Linked DNA regions of Sus scrofa: region 2 is linked to region 1. The links are chromatin contacts, called in public HiChIP or PLAC-seq maps. All regions are on one chromosome and are shown on one strand. Each heading gives the region's core, a stretch centred on a gene start, on an enhancer-like site or on the middle of the called end of the contact. The rest is flanking DNA. Distances are from core to core; before and after follow the strand shown. Region 1 has its middle 18 kb from the start of SMIM13. Region 2 overlaps NEDD9 (enhancer of filamentation 1).

The links. HiChIP or PLAC-seq counts read pairs in DNA pulled down with a chosen protein or histone mark.
Region 2: an H3K27ac HiChIP or PLAC-seq map of skeletal muscle shows a contact between it and region 1, with 4 times the contacts expected there. The contact joins two enhancer-like sites. A contact is called at or near these places in 1 of 47 Hi-C or Micro-C datasets (embryonic fibroblasts) and 1 of 2 datasets of contacts at active chromatin or transcription factors (skeletal muscle).

The regions. Positions count from the first base shown.
Region 1 is chr7:7,789,947-7,794,375 of Sscrofa11.1, forward strand. No RefSeq gene overlaps it. Among named protein-coding and RNA genes, the nearest start is that of SMIM13, 18 kb to the left of the region's middle. Within about 2 kb of position 2,870, at least 4 of the 83 cell types and tissues checked have an H3K27ac peak or open chromatin away from gene starts, as enhancers often do. A contact at or near this core is called in skeletal muscle, where this site is marked.
Region 2 is chr7:8,001,081-8,005,268 of Sscrofa11.1, forward strand. The region is part of intron 2 of NEDD9 (enhancer of filamentation 1); the gene reads right to left. Among named protein-coding and RNA genes, the nearest start is that of NEDD9, 90 kb to the right of the region's middle. Within about 2 kb of position 2,246, at least 16 of the 83 cell types and tissues checked have an H3K27ac peak or open chromatin away from gene starts, as enhancers often do. A contact at or near this core is called in skeletal muscle, where this site is marked.

The DNA of each region.
Region 1 (4,429 bases), core at 1,620-4,119:
CACCACAGTTCTTGGCAATGCCGGATCCTTAACCCACTGAGCAAGGCCAGGGATTGAACCCGTAACCTCATGGTTCCCAGTCAGATTCATTAACCACTGAGCCACGATGGGAACTCCAACACAAAGGGTACTCTTAAAATTTATTTTTAATTTGTTGTCATCAAGTGGCAGTGCTGCCTTTGGTAACACAGGATGGAGGGATTTTGACCAACCTTCTTGCTAAAGATAAAGCTGAAGTAAAGAGAAAAATTAAAAATGCAGTTTTAAAATCATCAAATAATTGACAAGATGGAGAGAAATTACCAGCTGAGATCAAGACATGAAATCAAGAGAGTGAGGCTAGTGTTGGAGGCTTCTCTTGGCCTGGAGCAAGATATATCATTAGAAGCTTCAGATTATCACTACAAATAATTTTTCAAATACAAATGTCTAGCATACACAGAAAAAAACAGCATGGAAATACTTTTTTAACCTAATAAAATGTGTGGGTGGGAGCACCCATCATGGCTCAGTGGTAATGAATCCGACTCATATTCATGAAGGTGCGAGTTGGATCCCTGGCCTCGCTCAGTGGGTTAAGGATCTGGCGTTGCCATGCGCTGTGGTGTAGGTCTGCAGCTACAGCTCTGATTTGACCACTAGCCTGGTAACTTCCACATGTTGTGGGTATGGCCCTAAAAGGACGAAAAAAAAAAAAAAATTGTGTGTGTCCAAAAGCCAGCTTCTTATTTGACTTTTAGGGAGGCATTTATTTCAAGTCAGAAGGAAGAAAAGAATACCTCTACAATTATTTAACATTGAACTGGAATGTTAGCTAATGCCATTAAACAAGAGAAAACTTGTAATAATTGGAAAGGAAGCTGCAAACTCTTTGTCGGTACTATAATTGCATATCTGGAAAACCCAAAGAATCAATGGAAAAATCCTACAAAAGCAGGACATGAAATTAGCATACTGAAAATATGATGAACTTAACAAATGAAACAATCTATACATAAACTATAAACAATTTGAAAATATAATGGAAGACTATATAAGAACAAATATTTAAATGCCTACATATAAACCTAATAAGTATGCAAAAATAATAAAACTGCAAAACACTCATGAACTATATAAAAATAGTTTGAACAAATTGAAAAAAAAAACCCCATAATCTTCCATAGGAAAAACCAACATTATAAAGATGTTATTTCTCCCTAAATTAGTTTTATAAATTTAATGCAGCCTCAATAACTTCCTCAGGTTTTTTTTTTTTTTTTTTCCTGGAACTAGACAAGTAGATTTGAAAGTTTGTATGGAAGAATAAACAACTAAAATAGCCAGGAAATACTTGGAAAGAATATTTAATGCATGGCTAATCTTATTAGAGTTAGTAAAACATTCAACATCCTCTAAATTAAAGCAGTGAGGTATTGGCTCAGGAAAAGACTTATAAACTAATGGATCAGAATAGAATATACATAAGGAAAATCTAGTATATGACAAAAGAAGCATTGAAATCAGAGGGGAAAATGAACTTTAAATCATATTGGGCCAAATAGATAGAAGAAAAAAAAAAAGCAACAGATCTTTTTCTCACAGTGTACTCTGGGAGAAATTATAAATGCATTGGAGGTCTAAACGAAAATTAAACAAAAACAGAAACACATACAAACACAAGAAGAAATCATGGGTAAATCTTATATTTATAATCCCAGAGTGGAAATTTCTAACTATTAAAAAAAAAATCTGGACAATGAAAGAAATTTGACAACATTGCAAACAACAAAATAAGTCATAAGATAATTACGAATTGGGAAAAAATGTGTAATTTACATCACACAGTACTCATATAATTAATGTAATAAGGGTTTCCTAAAAATTGAGAAGGAGGACTCATAATCTGATTTTTAAAAATAAGCAAAGGTATGACTAGAGAGTTCAAAGGCCACTAGGAGCCCTCATTCACAATAACAGAAATGCACATCAGCCCTACGAGATTCTGTCTCCCATCTATCAGATTGAAGAGATCTCCAAAGCTTGACAATGCAAATTTTGGCAAGACTTTGTGAAAACACGTATTTTTTTACACTGCAAGCGGGGACCCAAAATGGTACAATTTCCGTGAAATGAAATTGGCACTATCTAGCAAAATTGCATATGCATTCACTCTTTTATCCAGCAATGATACTTCCAGGATTTTATCTCAAATGGTCCACTGTAAACATATGAAGCCATATGCAGAAGGCTGTTCACCATGGCTTCGTATGTTACAGCAAAAGGGGGGAATGACCCAAATCTTTCTCAGTAGAGAGTCAGTTGAAGAAGCTCTAGTATCTCCAGGAAATGACGTTCTTTGAAGTTGTCAAAAGAAACAAAGAGACAACTCTCACTTCCAGGTATGATGGAGCAGTTACCAGGAAATTGCTGCTCCCACTGAGAACAACTGGAAAAGATGGATACAGTGAAAACTCATCTGTTTGAAGTTTTTGGAGAGTGGCTGCAATAACCTGGCGTTGATGGGTCCAGAGACCAGAGAAGGGAATCTCACTGAAGTGAGCCCAACGTTCTGAAAGCTGCTTTTCTCCTCTTGGCATTTAGCAATTCCTGGCTTCTAGAAAGAGCCTGAGAGGCTAAGGAGAAGCCGGGAAGCTTGGAGCGCTCAGCAGTCTGAGAGGTCTGAGGAAACAAGACCTGGAGCATGAGGCTCCCAGATCAGCCAGGATTCAAGAAGCTAAGATTCCAGAAAAAAAAAAAAAAAAAAAAAAGAAGGGAGGTACAGAGATGTCAGCCTGATATTTGATGGTTTTCTCTTTAAAGTACTCGGTGAATCTTAGTCACATAAAGGGAAAGGCTAGGAAGCCAAGAAAAGCAGCTGGAAAACAGAGTGGAATTTTTGGCACTCTGATGTTGTGCAGCTAAAATCTGGAAATCAGGAACTGAGCAGGAGGCTGCACTCTGTAAATGCCGTAGGCTTTCAGTTGGGACCCTTCAGAGGGGGTCCGTTAGAGTAAATCCAGCCTCACCACAACTCAGCCTTGAATAACCTTAGTCCCTGATTGGATAGTTGCCTGGCAGACATAGACTGAATCGCTCTGGAGGAAAGTAACTTCACCAGATCCCTCTTTCAGGCACAGGAATCAGCAGCATTCAATCCCAAATCCCTAGGATCCAAGAAAGAGAGCCAAGAGAAAAAAAGCCTACTAGAAATACACTCACAGGTGTCCCGGATTATTGCAGTCATCAGTCACAGATTTAAAAATAATTGTCATTCATGTGATCATGAAAATAAATGAGAAGTTTTCCTAGGGAACTGGAATCCATGTCTTCCAAAGAGCAAACAGAAATTCTAGAACTGAAAACTATATAGTCATTAAAATTTGGGCTCAAAACGAGTTTAACAGCAAATTGGACACAGCTGAAGAGAGGACGGGTGAGCTGGAGAGAGGGCAGTAGAAATATATCCTGACTGCAGTACAGAAGACAAAAAGGATGGGAAATACAGAAATGCGTAAGAGACGTGTGACGTGGTCTATTACGTGAGACATTTTAACACATGTAATTGGAGTTCAAGAAGAGAAGCAAGAAAGGATGTAGCCAAAGCAATATTTGTGGAGATAATAACCCAAAATTTTCCAAAAGGGATAAAAATTTTGAGTCAGAGAGACAAAAATTACTCAGAACCCCAAGCAGGATAAAGGCAACAATACACTACACGTTGGCAATAAAACAAAATCAAAAGAGAAAGTCATAATAGCAAGTAGAGAGAAAAAAAAAGATGCATTATTTCCAAAGAGCAAAAATAAGGCTAAATGCTAAGTCTCAACAGAAATTATGGAAACCACATAATGAAATGACACCTTTAAAAGGCTGAAAGTAAATAACAACCAGTTTAGAAATCTGTACTTGGAGTTCCCCTTGTGGCTCAGTGGTAATAAACCTGACCAGTATCCATGAGGATGCGGGTTTGATCCCTGGCCTCGCTCAGTGGGCTGGGGGTCCGGAGTTGCCGTGAGCTGTGGTGTAGGTCGGAGACATGGCTCAGATCCTGCATTGCTGCAGCTCTGGTAGGCTGGCAGCTGTAGCTCCAATTCGACCCCTAGTCTGGGAACCTCCATATGCTGCAGGTGCAGCCAAGAAAGAAAGAAAGAGAGCAAGAAAGAAAGGCGAGAGAGAGAAAGAAAGAAAGAAATCTGTATGGGTGAAAATATCCTTCTAAAGTGGAGGCAAAATAAAGATATTTTCAGAAAAACAAACACTGAGGTTGCATATCACATATGTCACCAGTAGCATTGTTTGTATCTTTCTTGACAGAACTCTCTTTAAAATCCATCTAGAATCCAGTGTCTGATTGGGTGGGTATTTCTTTGTAAATTTTCCAGTTTTTTCCCCTAGGGATTCTCTCCCATACAGGATTCTATTCTTCCTGATTTTGCTGTATTTAAAT
Region 2 (4,188 bases), core at 996-3,495, 210 kb after region 1:
TTTCTCAGGGATTTCCTGCTTATCTGGAGAGCCTGAGCGCCAGAACCAATCACTGGAAATCTGACCTCTGGGTGACGTGAGGTGTAGGAACAAATGCCCTGCCTCCTCAGCTTTGGGGGCTATGATTCTGAGACATCGAGGCTTAGCATATCTGCCCGAGCATTCGTTCCTTCATTCATTCATCAAGTAGGCATGGTTGCTTCAGTTGGCACCAGGGGCACTCTGATTACCAAGACAGACATTGTTCTTGTTGCCACAGAGCTCACAACGCAGAGTAGGAGATAGATATTAAATAAGAAACTGCAGGGGAAAATGGGCAGATTTCATCTCCCATTGGTTCTTCATTTCTCTTCCTTTGTTACTCCACGGATATTGTTACTTTTTCTCCCTCCTTTCTGCCCCAACTCCCAGTTGCCATGTATCCAGACTTTCCTTCCTCCCTGGTGCCAATATCCCATGGTGGACGCCTCTATCTCACTTTGCCTTGCGGATGATTATTCTGTTTGGTCCAGCTTACTGCCAGCCAGAAAGCCCATGGCTCGTGGCCCATTTTTCTCTGCTATGAGCCTTAGGGTCATTCCAAGTACAAAGGATCAGGAACAGTGACAAGAACAGGAAACAGCCTTTGACCAACCTCAGCGCATCCATTAACTAATTCATTTATTCCTTCACATTCATATTCATTACATAGCTGCTATCTGCCAGGAACTCAGGTAGAGGAAGGAAAAACCGTTTCTGCAGAATAAGAAAACAAAGAAACTATACATTTACCAAGGCAAGCAGCCATGGGATTGGGCAGCATAAAAGTCACTGGTGCCTTTACCAAGAATAATTTCAGTGACGTGGAGCGATGAGAAGCCAGGCGGTGTGGACTGAGGAGGAAAGGGAGGTGAGGAAGTAAGTAACAGTCTGAGTTTGGAAACAATTCTTTTGGGATTCCTAGCTATCAAGAGGCAGACATGGGTAGGATGGCATTGGAGAGCGAGATCAGAGAAGAACAATGTTTACCTTTTTTTTTAAGATGAGAAGCCCTAAAAGCATAATTATATTTACAGATCTATTAGAGCACAGAGAAGAAAGCAGATCACTCTGCTCGGGTAAGCAGAAAAAGTTTTACGCAAGGAGATAATGTTAAGCTCAGTCTTAAGAAAGAGTAAAACTTTTCCAAAGGAAGAAGGCCTTGCATGCAAAAGGAGCTTGTTAGCCAACACACAACGGCGTGTTTGGAACATGGTCAGCAGCTCACTGCATGGAAAATTTTACTTCTGGACCCTGTTAGAAGGAAGGAAAACCCATCCAAGACCTTTCTCTACCTTTTATCTTTGCTTTCAGTTTTGTCTTTAAAATAATTGGCTAGGTCAGATTAAGTCTCTTCCAGTAGTAAAATCCATAGCTAACAGTGATTTGCCTTAACTGTTTTGTTAGAATGATAGCCATACTCCCCCCAGGGAATATCCCACCATGGCTTTTTCCTAAAATTATGCTTTATGGTGTGAAGCTTTCCCGGAGGCTGGAGGCTCAGCCGAAAGTAGCCCACTTAGGGAAAAAAAAAAATCATGAAATATTTTTGAAGTCTTATTGTGTTTTGCCTTAAAAGTTCATGTGCATCCTATTCCTTAATACATTTGACACGGTGGCTACTAACGTGTGTTATTATTTACTAACACCCCAGGAAGATAGGCCAGCTTCACCCTTTAGATTTAAGTATTTCTACACATAAACTCCGAGCAAGGCAGAACGTCCCTGTCTGGCTTCCATTCCCTAGACTTTTTTCCTTGCCCACTCCCTGCCGGCTTCATAGAAGTAGAGAGTCTGAGCGCCAGCTCTTTGCACGAGTGAAATATGATGGAACCTGGGGATACAGAGGAAGGGAGCTTTAAGAGTACCTTAACTGAGTTAATGGATCTTTATAAATATCCTGGGCCAGAGGGAATCAAGTAATTGCATTATGAGCCTTAGGATCTTAGCTATTCATGTATCATATTATTCACATCCACTTGGGTGTATGAATTTTCTTTATGGAAGAGTATGAGATATAAAATCCACATAAAGTTGCCTGAAAGGAAAAAAAAAAAAAAAAAAGACACACATTAATTGGATTCTTGGCAAAAGGCTGAAAAAATGTCCCAGACGGATGGAGCAAGTTATTTTTAGACAACGTTGCCCTAAAATATGTTGGTGCCTCTGTGAATGAGTTCATAACACATGCTAAAAACTCCTTTGGCCTGATCCTTTAAAAAAAAAAATAAACCTCCATTTTCCCTTTTTATTACATAATAAAATAAAATGAGCCGTCTCCCAGTGCCGTCTCCTGGAAGCATTCCTCTGTTGAAATTTCTTTTTATCTGCGTCCACCTTCATGTTTCCCTTCATATGAGCCCCCCTCCCCCTTTTTTTTATGTGCCCTACTTTCGTAACCTAAAGACATTAATAGAAATTTAAGTTCTTTCCATCATTCATTTAGTATTTTAGTTGTCCCCATTTTTCACCCATGAGCTCACCCTAATGACTCATCAGATTTCCTGCACTTCAGCCCTCTGCTCTTTTTCTAATGAAAAAGTTGGGGACTAACACTTTATATGGCATTGTCCGGGGAAGATTAAGCCCCTGGTAGTTACGGAGATTTGGCTCTGTGATAAGAGATCCGCCAATGATTAGAAGACCTCACCTACTTGCTCTTAAAATGGAATTCGTCCAGATGGTGCCAATGGGAATTAAAGGACTGCATGGTCCCAGAGCAAACACAATGCCTGTCTTCTGGATGCTCTTAATCTCAGAGGTAAATGAGGGAAATAGGGCTTTCTGAGGCCTGGCCACACATTCCCTTGGTGATTAGAGTACCAAATACTCATGATTTAAAGTGACTAGTTATCAGATACTAGAAACATCTTCTAAATCATTAAAGGATTTAAAGCTCTGCTTGATGGTCCCATGTTATTGAAATTAAAGAGTTTTAAAGTTATCTATTCTATTGCTGAGGCTGCATCTACAGAGGCTTTCAATAATCTTGGACATAGAGGTCATTGGAAGGAGATACATTTATTCTAGAAAGCACAAAAATGGATATGGATATGTTTCCTTAGAGAATCCTGTTTACTTTGCTTACAGAACCGCTACTGAGTACATCTTGGTCAAATTTCAGAAACGCTATGCAAACAGGTGTACTTACAGCGCTTCCTTCTTTATGTTTCTAGCAGCCTAGAGTTGGACATCAGAGTTAAAATAGAGTCTTGCTTTTAAGGGCTAGGAAAATCCAGAGCCCCTCTGCACCCACATGATCTTGCCCCTTAAATTATTCCCTATAAAACTTTCTGATGACAGAGACAATACATTTCCAGTCTTTAGGTGCAAGCTCAAATCTCTGATAAAATGCACATAGTCTAGTGGAAACTTTTATTTTTTTTTTAGGGCCGCACCTGCGGCATATGGAAGTTTCCAGGCTAGGGGTCAAATCAGAACTGCAGCTGCTGGACTGCACCACAGCCATAGTCACTCTGGATCTGAGCCAGGTCTGTGACCTACACCTCAGCTCAGGGCAATACGGGATCCTTAACCCTCTGACCTAGGCTAGGGATCGAATTTGCATCTTCATGAATACTAGTCAGGTTTGTAACCTGCTAAGCCACAACAGGAATTCCCAAACCATTCCTTATATTGTTATCTTTCATTTTGACTTGAATGTAAATGAAGGTTCTGAGAGATTATAACTTTGAGTGGAGAGGAGAGCTGGGGTCACTGAGTTGCTGTCGCGTGATAATGAGGAAAGATAGGACAAGAGTGGAAATGAATCAATTCTGGACTTGGCTTAATTCAACACAGTTGTGCATGGGATGGCCTTGCTCTCAGTCATGAAACTCGAGCAAATCCTTCAAAAGGAGGAGCTTCCCAACTGTGAGCGCTTTTTTTTGGAACTAGGAGTGGCAGATACAATGTCCTGGAATCTAGGATCTGCTCCCTTCTCTGGAGGCCCTGTCTGTGGGCATCATCAATCTATGTCCATGTGGGCGAAGAGAAATGACTTCTTTTCAGAAATCTGAGGTATTTGTATTTCATTTTGGAAGCAGAGTGATGCAAAAACTTCCAGTCAAGTCATAGAGTTTGCATGTAGAGTTTTCTTAAGATGTCTTGTCTGGTTTTGCTATCAGGGTAATATTGGGCTTTGGTGCAACGAGCTGGAAAGTGTCCCCT